2 separate regions of the Gossypium hirsutum genome follow, and region 2 is linked to region 1. A link is a contact called in public Hi-C data. All regions are on one chromosome and are shown on one strand. Each heading gives the region's core, a stretch centred on a gene start, on an enhancer-like site or on the middle of the called end of the contact. The rest is flanking DNA. Distances are from core to core; before and after follow the strand shown. Region 1 has its middle 11 kb from the start of LOC107942277. Region 2 holds the start of LOC107886373 (lysine-specific demethylase JMJ25).

The links. Hi-C and Micro-C count contacts between places; a contact is called where the count stands out from the background.
Region 2: a Hi-C map of petal shows a contact between it and region 1, with 2.5 times the contacts expected there. The contact joins the promoter of LOC107886373 here to the enhancer-like site in region 1. A contact is called at or near these places in 4 of 34 Hi-C or Micro-C datasets (callus, hypocotyl, leaf and 1 more).

Annotation. Positions count from the first base shown.
Region 1 is chrA12:86,209,244-86,216,433 of Gossypium_hirsutum_v2.1, reverse strand. No RefSeq gene overlaps it. Among protein-coding and RNA genes, the nearest start is that of LOC107942277, 11 kb to the right of the region's middle. Within about 2 kb of position 2,528, at least 8 of the 9 cell types and tissues checked have an H3K27ac peak or open chromatin away from gene starts, as enhancers often do. A contact at or near this core is called in hypocotyl and leaf, where this site is marked.
Region 2 is chrA12:86,279,076-86,286,265 of Gossypium_hirsutum_v2.1, reverse strand. LOC107886373 (lysine-specific demethylase JMJ25) reads left to right here and starts at 4,330. Exons shown (of 13, transcript XM_016810300.2): 1 at 4,330-5,967; 2 at 6,077-6,189; 3 at 6,365-6,464; 4 at 6,565-6,688. The coding sequence starts at 5,119.

The sequences.
Region 1 (7,190 bases), core at 1,279-3,778:
GATGTGTTCTTCCCAGTTGTGAAGCATAGTTTGATTCGAGCTTTGCTTGGTAATGTGGCCATGCATGATTTGGAGCTTGAGCAGTTAGATGTAAAAACTGCATTTTTGCATGGAAAACTTGATGAGGATATTTACATGCAACAACTAAAGGGTTTTACAGTCTCAGAAAAAGAGGATTGTATTTATTTGCTAAAAAAAAGTCACTTTACGGTTTGAAACAGTCACCAAGACAATGGTACAAGAGGTTTGGTTCATTTATGACTTCTCATGATTTCAAAAGAAGTAGCTTTGAGAGTTGTGTTTACTTTAAGAAAATCAGTGATGGTTCTTTTGTGTATCTACTCATTTATATTGATAACATGTTGATAGCAGTGAAAGATAAATGAGAGATAAGAAAGGTTAAAGCCCAACTAAGTGAAGAATATGAGATGAAATATTTGGGACCAGCAAAGAAGATACTTGGTATGAATATTCTTAGAGATAGAAAAAGAAGTAAATTGTACCCAAGTCAAAAGGGGTATATTGTGAAAGTTCTTTGTAGGTTCAATATGCAGAGTGCTAAACCTGGTAGTACTCCTTTAGCAGCCCATTTCAGACTTTCATTAGCTTTGTCTCCACAATCAGATGATGAGATTGAGTACATGTCACATGTTCCATATTCTAGTGCAGTGGGATCCCTCATGCATGCTATGGTTTGTTCATGTCCAGATTTATCATATGCAGTCAGTGCAGTTAGCAGATACATGGCGAATCTCGGTAATAAACACTGGAAAGCAGTTCAGTAGATTTTAAGATACTTACGAGGTACTATTAATGTTTGCTTACAGTTTGGAAGAACTAGAGATGGAGTCATGGGGTATGTTGATGCTGATTTTGCTGGAGACCTTGATAGAAAAAGATCTCTCACAGGTTATGTCTTTACAATCGGAGGTTGTGCAATTAGTTGGAAAACTACTTTGCAAACTACAATCGCTTTGTCTACCACTGAAGCTGAGTACTTGGTGATTACTAAGGCTTGTAAAGAAGCCATTTGGTTGAAGGGACTCTTTAGTAAACTCAATAAAGACCTTCAAATTAGTACAGTATTTTGTAACAGTAAGAATGCTATCTTCCTTACAAAAGATCAAATGTTTCATGAGAAAACAAACCACATTGATGTTCGGTCTCATTTTGTTCGTGATATTATTGCTCGTGGTGATATTGTTGTGAGCAAAATTAGTACTCATGAAAATTCTGTAGATTTGATGCCACTAAGTTACTTCTTATAACCAAGTTTGAACATTTCTTAGACTTGGTTGGTGCTCATTGTTGAAGTTCAACCCTTAAGAGGTTTTATGGAAGAGGTGGAGAACTTGTTCGTTGAGTGTTCATGATGAAGAACTTGTTCATTGAGAATTCGTGTTAAGGTGGAGATTGTTAGAATGGAGTGACCTGAATCCTTATTTAAATAAAATACAACAGTAAAATAAAATAAAAGTAAAATCCATATAGAACTACACTTCTTTTATTTTATTTTAAAATAAGATTTTTTAAACCTTATTGAACTCCATCTATTTGATATTTATTAGAATAAGGTGTTTCAATCTTACTACATTCCTATTAGAATATGATTTTACAAGCCTATAAATAGACATAGTCTACTCCTTTTGTAATTATTCAAATTCGACATAGTGAATTATCTTCTCCTCTGTCTGTGATTTTTTCCCCAAAGGTTTTTCACATAAAAATCTGTGTGTTCTTTATTTTTCTTTTTTTCTTTTTTTGCCATACATTGTCATTATCGGCATTCTTTTTTTCACAGTTTTAAATAAAGTAAAAAATATTTCCCTTCTCCCTCCACTCCATTTTTTTCCCTTTCATCCACTTCATCTTCAAAATCCCACAAACTTTGATTTCAACATTTCTTTACCACATTAAATCATCATTTCAAATAAAAATTTTAGGTTAAATTCTACAATTGGTCCCTATATTTTTTCATTTTGAGCAATTTAATTTTTTTCTTTTATATTCTTTTAACTTTATTTTTTTTCTTTATTTTCCACTCTCTTATACTTCTCTCTCAATTTTCCTTCTTTCTTTATTTTTTTTTTGTAGTTTTTCAATGCTTTCCATTTGTTAAAACTAATTCACAAGCTCACCTCACTCCAAAAAATTAAATTCTTCAAAAAAAAGTAAAAGTATAGAGACTAGTTTTAACAAATGAAAAACATAGAAAAAAAATTGGCTTATGTATATATTGATTAATCCACTCATGTAAAAGGAAAATTTAGATTATTATTTCAAGTATTAGTGAAAATTTGGGTGCGATTTTTTTTTTTGAAATAATAAGACTAGACTTTTATTATAAGAAGATGGCCTAACCACTTGAGCCCAAGAAATGAGTCTTTAAACATAAAACAAGAGTCCAACAAACAAGACCCGACGGACAAAATATAAAGAAAAAGGAAAAAGGAAACTAAGACCCTTATCCAGTCAAAATTAATTGAACTGCTACCCACCACTCCCCATATATGTCCTTATTGCTGTCGGTTGTAGTTTTCCGGAGAAACTTCTAGTACCCGTATCCTCTGTTTGCTCTTTCGATCACTAAACGACTTAGGCTCTCAATCAGGTTCACGTTCGCGGTGTTTTCCCAGACCCAACGACACGACAACGTAGTGAGGGATGCATTGTTCCAAGTAAAACTCTTCGCATTTCTTCAAACTCGTTTGTACTGTAAGTTAACTAGAGTAGGCAAGAAGTCCCAAGAGACTTTTCAAGTTGAAAGTTTTATAGAAACCTTTCATTACTTTCTGTACTTCAAGTGTATCCATGTCATTACTAAAGTCCCATAGTAATCTATATGCACTTCTGGCTGAAAACTCGCCCGAAGACTCCCCTTTCCACACTAGCAGATCAGCGTGTTCCACCGTTGCCAAAGGAATCCGTAGAATTCTATCAATGTCCATATTTGAAAAGGTATCACGAATCACATCCTCTTTCCAAATTCAATGCGAGCTATCAATTAATTTCGCAACAATAGTTATCCCATTATCACAAATAGAACCACTAATTTTGTAATTAATTGAACCAGGTATCCAACCATCCTCCATAACATTAATTCTGTCACTTGTGCCCATTCTCCGATAGAGATCCATTTCTAGAAGCCCTCGGGTTGCCCAAATACTCTATCAGGTATACGACTGTAAATTCCCCAACCTAGCTCTCAAAAAATCACTTTGCGAAAAGTATTTTGCTTTTAACACTCGCGCTAATAACGAATCGGGTATTGAATAAGATGCCAGCCCTGCTTCGCTAATAATGCTAAGTTAAATTTAGCTAAGTTGAAAAATCCTAAACCTTCGATCTCTTTCAACTCACATAGCTTCTTCCAATCGCGGTAGGGGATACCTCTTCAACCATGCCCTTTTGCCACCAAAACCTAGAAATAATACCCTCTAGTTCAGTGCAAAAATATTTAGGTAACAAAAAACACATCATAGAATATGTAGGAATAACTTGAATAACTGCTTTAATAAAGACTTCCTTCTCCATAGGGATAAGAACAGTATACTGTAACTGTCTAATCTTTGCTTAAATCTACCTTTTAAAGTTTGAAAAGTGAACTTTTTACTTCTCTCCATCATATTAGGTAACCCCAAGTACTGCTCGGGGTCATTCGAGTATCTAACTCCTAGGGCACCAGAAACTGAATGTCTATCTTCTTCACCCACATTGGAATTAAAAAAAACTATTGAGTTCTCATAATTTATTCACTACACAAAATAGATCTCGTACTCATGTAAAACAATCTTCAGCGGATGAACCCCTCTTTCATTAGCCTCTCCAAACAACATACAATCGTCGGTAAAAAGTAAGTGTATAATCAAAGGTCCCCCCTCTACTCACCTTGATACCTTTAATTAAGCCTCCATTCATCACTTCATTCATCAAAACTGATAACCCTTCACTATAAATCAAGAAAAGAAAAGGGCTTAAAGGATTCCCCCTTACTTGGTTTGAAAGCTTTTCCCACCTTACCATTGACAATAACTGAATATAAAACAGATGAGATGCACCTCATGATTAAGTCAATCTAAGACAATGCAAAACCTATTCGCTCCATCATCACACAAAGGAAGTTCCATTCAACAAGATCATATGCCTTACTCATGTCAACCTTTGAAGCCGTAGACCTCTTTTTACCCAATCGTTTCTATCTAAATGAGTGCAAAATTTCATAATCCACTAGAATATTATCTGTAATCAATCATCCTGGCACAAAAATACTCTATGCACCATCAATACACCATTCTAGCACTCGCTGAAATCGATTCGCTATTATCTTAGCGACCAATTTGTACAATACATTACACAAACTAATGAATCTAGAATTCTTAAAAATTAATGGCTGGGGAGTTTTCAGAATAAGCACAAAGATTGGTAATATTAACGGAATCAAGAACCTTACCACTATTCAGTACCTCCAAGCAGAAATTAGCAATCTCCCTGCCTATAATATGCCAAAAATGCTGAAAAATAATGTCGAAAAACTATCATCACTAAAAGCTTTTATCAGTCTCATACTTTTTAAAGCATTAACAATCTCATCCTCAGTATACCTTTTGGTTAACATTAAATTTTCCTCATCAAAAATTTACTTTCTCACCCCCATTAACAAATGATCCGTAACCATACTGCTATTAGTCGTAAAAAGCTCCTTAAAGTAGTCCATTGCGATACACTCCATCCCAGCCTCCTCGGTCGTTCCTCTCTCATCCTCATATTGTAAACCCATAATTTGGTTTTTTTTTCTCTGTGAAGCATATTTATAAAAGAAAGTTGTGTTTTTATCTCCCAAGTGAAGCCAATTCACGTGTGCTCAATGTTCTCAAAACATCTCATCTTTATCAATTTCTAAATTCAAGATAATTTTTGTTTCAATCAACTCCTCGAGGGTTGCATCATCTCTCTCTTTCCAATAAATCCCCTAATTTACTCGTCAAATCCTGCCAAATACCATCCCTTTTTCCCCGAATCAATTTGGCCCATTGACACAAATCAATCCTGATTTGTTCTAACTTAATGAAAATATCTCATTCATCATTACCACAAATTTTCTAACATTATCCTCAAAAGACTCTTACATTACCCACAAAGCCTCAAATCAAAAATGCATAGGTCTGTGATGAATGCCCTTCTCTATCGGAGAGGACAATGATTTGAATAAAAGTAAGGTAAATGACGTACCATAAAATTAGGGAATAAGTTTATCAAGCCTTCATTAGTTACCCCTCAGTCGACGTTCTCTAATATTCATTTCCTGAATATTCCCCTCTTCCATGCATACCAAGGTCCAGAGTATCCCAAATCCACTAAGTGACAGTCCTCCAAAACTCCTCTAAGCATTTCCATCCTTCTCTCGTCCCTAGGCACACCCCTCACTTTCTCAAATGAATACAAGATTTCATTGAAGTCCCCACACACCATCCAATAGGAGTCTTGCGAAGTCCTCGGTGACTTAAAAATTAGCCACGAATCTTCCTATCCCCTAACATAAGAAGCCTCATAAAACTCGGTGAAATTCCATCGTAAATTACTTTCATCTTCATGAACATCTACATCAATATGGTTCATTGAATAATTTCTAAAAGAGATAGTATTATTACATTTCATGTTATACACAAGCCACCTCTCGAGCGCTCCGTCAAAACATCAAATCCATTCAAACACCAAAACGCCTATGAATATTCTCCATCCTCTTACTATTTAATTTAGTCACCATAAAGTATACTAAGTGGGGATTATACAACTTTAGCAAATGTCGAACCCTTCTAACTGCCCGTGGACTCCCCAAACCACGGACATTCCAACTCAAGATTTTCATTGTGACCAGTCAGCTTGCCTCCTGGCACCGCCAATACAAAATGGGTTTTCCCCACTGGTCTTTCCTCCCTAACCACTAACGCATCTTCTACACAATTAAAGCTCAGTGTTTCACCCTCCTTGCGAAACCTCTTTTACCTTCGCCAGTCCCAATCGAAAATTCCTCCTTGTCATGTTCCATATCAATCCGACCTTCCCCCTGACCCATAATACCATTTCCTCTAAATTAATTCCTAACATGGGATCCAACCGAACATGTCCCTCTTGTGGTCCAGTATTCAGATTCACTTGTTGACTAAGATTTCCAAGTCTACCCCAATCACTATCCTCAATCAACCACACACTCTACATAGCAGCAGCTCTCTTAGACTGTGCATGAAGGGTCAAATCCCAACCTAACTCTGTAGATTATTCCCTTCTTAACATTCGCAATTGGTAGAATGAGCCATTATGTCCAAGTCGACCACAATAAAAGCATAACATAATTAACCTATCATATTTTAAGGTAACTGTAACACCTCTAACCCTTATTCGTCGCCGAAACAGGGTTACAAAGCATTACCAAACTTTTCAGATAAAAAAACAAAAATTACATATTATTTAACATACATGTCATAAATCAATTATATTGTCCCTTATATGAGCCCTCGAGACCCAAAATATATGTTAGAAACAAATCGAGACTAAATCGAGTAATCAAAAAAAAAATTCGAAAACATCAAAAAATTTTAAAGAAATAGGGGACACACGCCCGTGTGACTAGGCCGTGTGGCTCACACTGTCAAGAAACATGCCCATGTCTCAGGCCATGTGTACATTCAAAATAGGGGCACACGGCCGTGTCCTAGCCCATGTCTAAATTTAAGTTTTTATTGACTTAAGTCACACGGCCTAGCCATACGCACGGCCAAGCCACATGCCTATGTGCTAGGCCGTGTGTCTCACACGGCAGAGACACACACCGGTGTTTCTGCCCATGTGAAAATACCTGAGTATTCCGTTTTGAAATTTTAAAGTTATAGGGGATACACAGTCAAACCACACGCCCATGTGTTAGCCATGTGGACTCAAGATGAACCTTAAACATCAAGTTTACCATTCCCTGCAATCTTGAATACTAAACAACTCAAAATTAATTGTTCAACCAATTCGAAACAAAATCAAATATCTTCAAAACATGTCAAAATAATCAACCTAGATGTCTAACCAATGTACCTTCATAGGTACCAGAATCATATTATCAAAACATATTAATTTAAACATCATTCAAATTGAATTTGTAAAGATACCAAATTCAACCTAATTTTGTCTATATCATGTTCATT
Region 2 (7,190 bases), core at 3,081-5,580, 68 kb before region 1:
ATATTTTAGTATGATTTGTTAGAACCGTAAATAATATTTAATATAAAATTAGAATTATAAATTAGGCTTTGTCATATCAAATCATCAAGAATAAATTAAGAACAAAATTAGATGTAGAAGCATACTTGAATCCATTAATTTCTTGAACTCTACGGATCTTGAAGTTTTGATCTTTCAAATTAGCACACAAGTAATCTAAAGAAGGCGACTCTCTCTTTTCTAAAGATGAGATATTAGAAAAATAACATGATGTGTTATTTGGGGACCATAACCTAATATATATAACTTTGGCACATTAGCCCTAATTTTTAATCAGTCCATCATCAATTAGAAATTAATTACTAGTGTATTTACACATATTTGACCCATACTTTCTTTAATAATTAAAGCTCAAGAAACCATAACCAAATTAGATCACTTTTAATTTGTACTAACATATTATGATAGTAAATAATAATATATAACTACCTTTATTATATAGGTGATGTCTATATTTTCCAACAGGATGGAAATGATGCTGTCATGTTATTCATCTCATTTATTGTTGGATTATGTTTATAACACTTGCATTAATGTAGGTTTGCTTATATGTAAGTGATGGTATTTGTGATAGTGTCTATATCGTATGTGGCTTTGTTGTTGGTATCTTTTACATACGAATATATTGAAACATGGGATGTGATTGTTTATACCATAAATCTATGTTATAGTTTTTATGTGAGAAACCTTGGTTTGTTGATTGTGCTCATCACTTTTATATGTTCATTCGAGTATAATTATTCATACAAATTCATGAAAGGCTTTGAATCTTCATCATCTCTTCTTTAAGTTTTTCACTTACACGTTGCCAACAGCTTCATAATCCCATCCATACGATTCTTGACTGCTTTCATCGGATTCTGATCACATTTCAGTTTCCTAATTGACTGCAAGAATGAAGAAAGAATCAATAAATATGATACAATATTCATGTATTACATTAAATAAACAACAATTATTTGATCTTTACTACTTTGTAAAAGCCAAACAACTTTATAAAATCAATAATTGAGCAGTGTATAAAGCAAATTGTAGCAGCAATTTAGAAATAAATTATTTGCTTTCAAATAAAATATTACATAAAAAGTTTATAACTATTCAGATTATATATACGTGAAAAGCACAAATTTAAAATGAAAACGTATGTTTAAAAATAACATATAATAAATAATAAAACATATTGATTGAAACTAATTAATTAATATTAATAACATAAAATATGTACAATATTAAAATTAAAAAATATATTAAATTATGAGTAAAATGATATTTAAACACATAAATACGTACTAATTGCTTTACATTTATTTATCATGGTTTTGGCATCAATGGTGAGTTAGTGTCGAGTTGACTTATGACACAAACTTAATTAACAATATTATTAATATATACAATTGGCGGAGATAATAAATTATGTATATTAAAAATATGTATAAAAATATTATAATAAAGATTTGGTTGAGTAGTAAACATACAATTTTTCTAATTCAATTGGTGCAGATCCAAATCCTATTGTTTGTATATATATTTTTGGTTTATGTTAAGAAGAAAAGACTAAAATACCCTTTAATAATGATTTATTTTAATTACGAAATGATATTTTTATAATTTTCTAACCAAATTAATACATGATTAGCCTATGAGTTTTATTAATACTATAAATATTTCATTACTACTTGAGCATTGTTACCATTTTGGTGCTATTCATGATCTGCTACTTGTTGGCACAACAAGAATGACACTATTTACACTATTAACAATTGGACCTGTTTATGGCCTAGGTCATCTGTCCAAGCTCGAATGTTTGTTTGAAAAAAGAGAGGGTTTGGAGAAAAATATAGGGCCTAAAAAATGGGTTTAGATCAAATTTAAGACTTATGAGCTGAGCCTTGGACAAGATTTTTTGGCCCGAGCCTGAATATACTATGTTATAAAAGATATTATATTAATTATATATGTTAAATAATAATTATTTATTTATATTTATATTAAATCACTAACCCAAAAACAATTAAATTCATTACCTAAAACTTAAAAAAAGTAACTTACCCAACTAAATAATTCAACCCAAAATATAAAATTTTAAAAATTATATTTAATACAATAAAATATTTATTATATTTATAGTAGTGTTTTTTTAATATAAATACTTTTTTTAATATGTTAGAAAACTTTTATTTTGGTGTTCTTTTAGTACTTTAAAATTTTAAATAAAAATAATATAAAAATAAAATATAGGCGGGCTAAATTAGGCTTGAATTTATTTTTTTAAATTAAACTGAATTTGAGTAAAAAGATAAACCCATCTTTCGAGCGAAACCGAATCTAAACTTAAAATTTTGATGTAATAAGAGAATTTAAGATGTAAGTAAATACAACAACATAAACAACTACTGGGTACAAGTTTATCAGCTTCTGGAATTACCTGAATCTCCTAGTAAACAACTCCAACAATCATTGTTTTAGCACGTGTACATAAGAGGAGGGTGATTATAGCTTAGTGGTTCCAATAGATTTTGAATTAGCATTTAAGAAACCATAAAGTCCGGATCATTAGTTATCTCCACCTATTATTCTGGGAAATAAAATTGTTGCTTAAGAGATAAAACTATTTCTCAAACGAGACAACTTACATCATTATTAACAAATTCAAGCTTAAAATACACAAAACATTATAATTTTATGAGATCATTTGATAGTCAAGGGTATTCACCGCTTTAAGTATAATTTAAGATTAAGTCGCACAAACCGCATTTATTATTCAATTTTTAATTTGTAATTCAAAATACACAACCATTATAAAATTTATAAAAAAAAAATTCACACCCCCAAAAGCAACCAACCACCAATTAAAGAAAATGCAACGACTTGATACATAAATAAAAAAAAAGGGCTAGAAACAAATTATGCATTGGAAATAATTTTGAGTGAATCCACACTTTGTCTGCTAACATTCTCTACTAAAGGGTTGGGAGATAAGTAAAGAAGGCTAAAAATGTGGTGTTTTTGAAATGGGTTGTGATTTCCTCTTACTTGGTCGTGGGAGGTGGAGGTAGGATTTTGGTGTCATTTACGGTGTAAAGTAGTCATTGTTGCTGCTACTGCTATTCATGATTGTTTGTAACCTTTGTTTTTTTGAGAAAAATCCCATAATCTACAAGAACACGTGTAAGTTGAAAGGGAAAGAAGTTCCAGAACTAGCTATAATTCCAATACACCATTGGGCAGTAAGTTGAGCTTTTTAGCTTAGATTAATTTTATGGCAAGCGGTGAAGCAACAATGTTTATTTTAGGGAGTTGAATTAAAATTAAATATGTTATGTAACAATTAATTTAAAAATATAAATAATTTATTTAAAAAAAGCAGTATTTTAACATAATAATTGATTTAAATATATAAACAACCAATTTAAAAGAAGAAGAAATAATATTCTTACATAACAATCGATTGAACCGTATAAATAATTTATTCAAAAGAAGTAGTATTCTTACATAACAATTGATTTAAACATGTAAACAATCAATTAAAAAATTAGTATCCCGACATAACAATTATTTTGAACATATAAACAATCGATTCAAAATAAGAAAAAGTAGTATTTCACCATAACAATTGAGTCAAAAGAAGTAATATTCTAACGTAACAAAATATTTCAACATAATAATCCATTCAATCTAAAATTGACAAATTCATGGTAATCCAAAACCAACCAAATTCGATCATAAAAAAAATATATTTTTCATAGTTTCTTGATCTGAAATTCACATAATTTTCAAATTGGTTAATCATTTTTTATTTCGTTTTCACTAGAATACTTATTACTTCACAAACTATCATTTGACAAAATTTCCAACAAAGTGACCAATATTTTCTTCCTCTGTTTTACTTTAGCTCAAATTTACTATAACATTATCTAGTTATGTTTGTTTCGTTTTTACACTTGTAACAAATTAGAAACCGTCTCCTAATAAATTTTTTTCATTATTTTCTAAGAAGAAAGTTTCTATTTCTTTTTATATATATTATTATGTTACTTATAAAATATTATTTAATAAAAAGAATATTAAAAAATTATCATGAATAAATTAGTTTATATATAAAAGGCGAAATTACAAAAGTTGTAAAAATTGGGAGGCCTACTTAGAGGAGTATAATATATGTATGAAAGGTTAAATTGTAAAAAATTGAAAATTTGGAGCGATCATGACCTCTCAAAGTCTGTACTAGATTCCGCCGTGGGAGTTAAGAGAGAGATAAACAATAGGAGGTTTGATTAAAAAGAATGGTGTTAGTAGATGCAGGAAATTGAGAGCGAAGAGGGGGAGAAAGAGGCTAATTCAAATGGGTGGGGTAGAGATAGCATTAATTTACTAATTCATCCCTCAATCATTCAATTTCTACAACTTTTTCAAAATTAATTTTCCAACTGTTCTATATAAAAACTGAACATTCTGAAAAACAGCTAAAGATATTAAACTCGCCCTTGTTTCTCAAATAGATAAAATATTTATCACATCATCACCTCTAATTTTAATAAGATTGAAGTATTAGAAAGAAACAATGTGCTGTGGGGTGTCCCAAACCCAGGTTCCACTATCCAATTTGCAGCTGATTGATTGGTTTTTCCATTTTCCGAAACACTGCGCCAAGGAAGACATGCGCAGATGGAGAGAGAGAAGAGGAGCACTTCATTATTTCACATAAAAAACCCACAATATTTTGATTTCCCTCCAAAATTTTCCACTTTTGATTTTCCTTATTTAAACTCCAAACCAAACCCTAATACGCATTCTTAGGGGAGTGAACGGCGCCGGTTATTAATACTGTTTCCTTCCTCATTCTCAACTTATCTTCCTTTTTTTTTAAAGAAAATTTTATATATATATATAAACTATAAATATAAACTTCTACTTCTACTTCTACTTCTACTTGTACTATACTACTATTACTAATTTATAAACTACCAGCTCAGGCCAAAAAATTTAAAAAAACCTAGGCTCTGTCCTCGTTCGACTACTTAGCTTTTAGAGAGTGTGGTTGGAGTCTTCCTTGTAGTGTCGCAAAGCGACGGTGAAGCGATGGGAAGTGAGGAAAATTGCGGTTTTGTGGAGGAGAAAGTTGAAGGGAGAGAGGAGGGACGAGGGGGAAATAGAGATGTGGGTGGAGAGAACGGAGGGGAATTAGTGGGAAAAGAGGAGGGAATTGAAGGGAAAGATATAAAAAGTGGGGATTCGGAAGGGGAGGATGAAGACGTTGCTTTAAATAAGCTTAAAGAAAGAGGTAGAAAGAAGAAAGCGGCAGGTTCTTCTAAGAGGAGCAAAATAGATATTGAGGAAGAGGGTAATGTCGGGGGGAAAACTTCGGATTTTGCGGCTGAGAAGGGGGAAGTTGATTCGGGTGCTGCTGGTATTGGGGAAGGAGATAGCGGGGATGTTTTGAAGAAGAGACTGAGAACTGTTTCGAGGAGGGTTAATTATGCTGAGATTCTAGAATATGAGGATGACTTTGTAGATAACAAACGTAGACGCAAGGGCAAGAAAAAGAGGAAAGTTGTTCAACCTGGAGGTCAAGAAGATGGTTATAATGATTATGGCGGTAATGGGGCACCTGCAAAGAAGCTAGGAAGAAGAGGCAAGGCAAGGAAACAAGGTTCTGCAAGTGAAGGCAATGAAGGAAAAGCTGTAAAAGAGGAAGGTAAAGAAGAGCAAGAAGGCAATTTCGACGTAGCTGATGGAAAGAAGAGAGGGCGAAGAGGGCCAAAGAAGGGCCAAAAGAAGATGGAAGAGGAAGTTGCAGGGAATGGGAAAAGTTCGGAAAAACCAGAGGAGGATGGGTCTTTGGGAACGATCACTAAGAGAAAATATTCACTTAGGGACTCAGGAGTTCCCAAGAATGAAGAGTCTCTGCGGGATGCAGATAGAAAGAAGGTAAAAAAATTTGATTTTTTTAACTCTAGAGTTGTTTTTATGATGTCTTTTTCATTTTGTTTACCTGATGGATTCGAGTGTTGATGTGTTTGGTTTTTGCATTTAACAGTGGATTGCAGAAGAATCATCAATGTGCCATCAGTGCCAGAGGAATGATAAAGGCAGGGTTGTGAGATGCAAGAGTTGCAAGAGGAAACGATTTTGCGTTCCCTGCTTAAAATGGTATTCTTATTGGAGTGCTAACTGTATCTGCTCTTCCCTTAAAAACTGCTGCTTTTCCTGAACTACTTAGTATATTTTTCTGTTGCTGGCAACATATATTTTGGCCATCTTAATCGTAAGTAAATATCATATTGTTTCCCATCTAACTTACCATGTATTTGTTTTCTGGGGCTAGGTATCCCAATATGTCAGAGGAAGCAATTGCTGATGCCTGCCCCGTTTGTCGGGGGAATTGCAATTGCAAGTCATGCTTGCGCATGCTTGGCCCTCTTGAAGTTAGTTCTGAAATTCATGGCTTTACTGCTTTATTTGATGCATAATTGCTCATATAATCCCATACTTGATTTATGATATTGTGTACTTGATGAGTTGTAGGAATTGAAAGAGCAGGGCCAAAGTATTCTGCACTCTAGATACTTGCTTCAGACACTTCTTCCATACATTAAACAAATTAGTCAAGAACAAATGAAAGAAGTGGCCATTGAGGCAAGCATTCAAGGTATGTATATCTCCATGTTAACATGTTTTTTCTGCAACTTTTGTTATATTCTTTGCAAACTCTTGTTGATTTTGAAACTGAACATGGTTCTTTGTCTTCTTTGGAGCTTACTATCTGTGTATTTATTGGGAATAAATTTGAACAAGAAACTTCCAGATACTATGCTAGCCGAATTTGTTGTTTTGATGCCAAACTCTTTAAGTTGGCCTCTTGTTGATATGTGAAGCTCATTTTTTTTTTCTGTTCCTGATTTTAAGCAATCTGCCACTTCTTTATGGAAGTTGAACCATATTAAACCTACTCTTCTGTCTTTAGTAAACTAGGGCATCATATGAAAATTCTTTAGTCACAATATCAAATTTTCACCTTGATTTGGTGCAGTATACTGGTTGGTTTGTTAGGAATCATGTGCACCACCCTTGTCTCTACAATGTTATTTCTTGAGCCCTACCAATATCGGAAAACTGAACTAGCAATCAAGACTATGGAAGTTGAACCATAT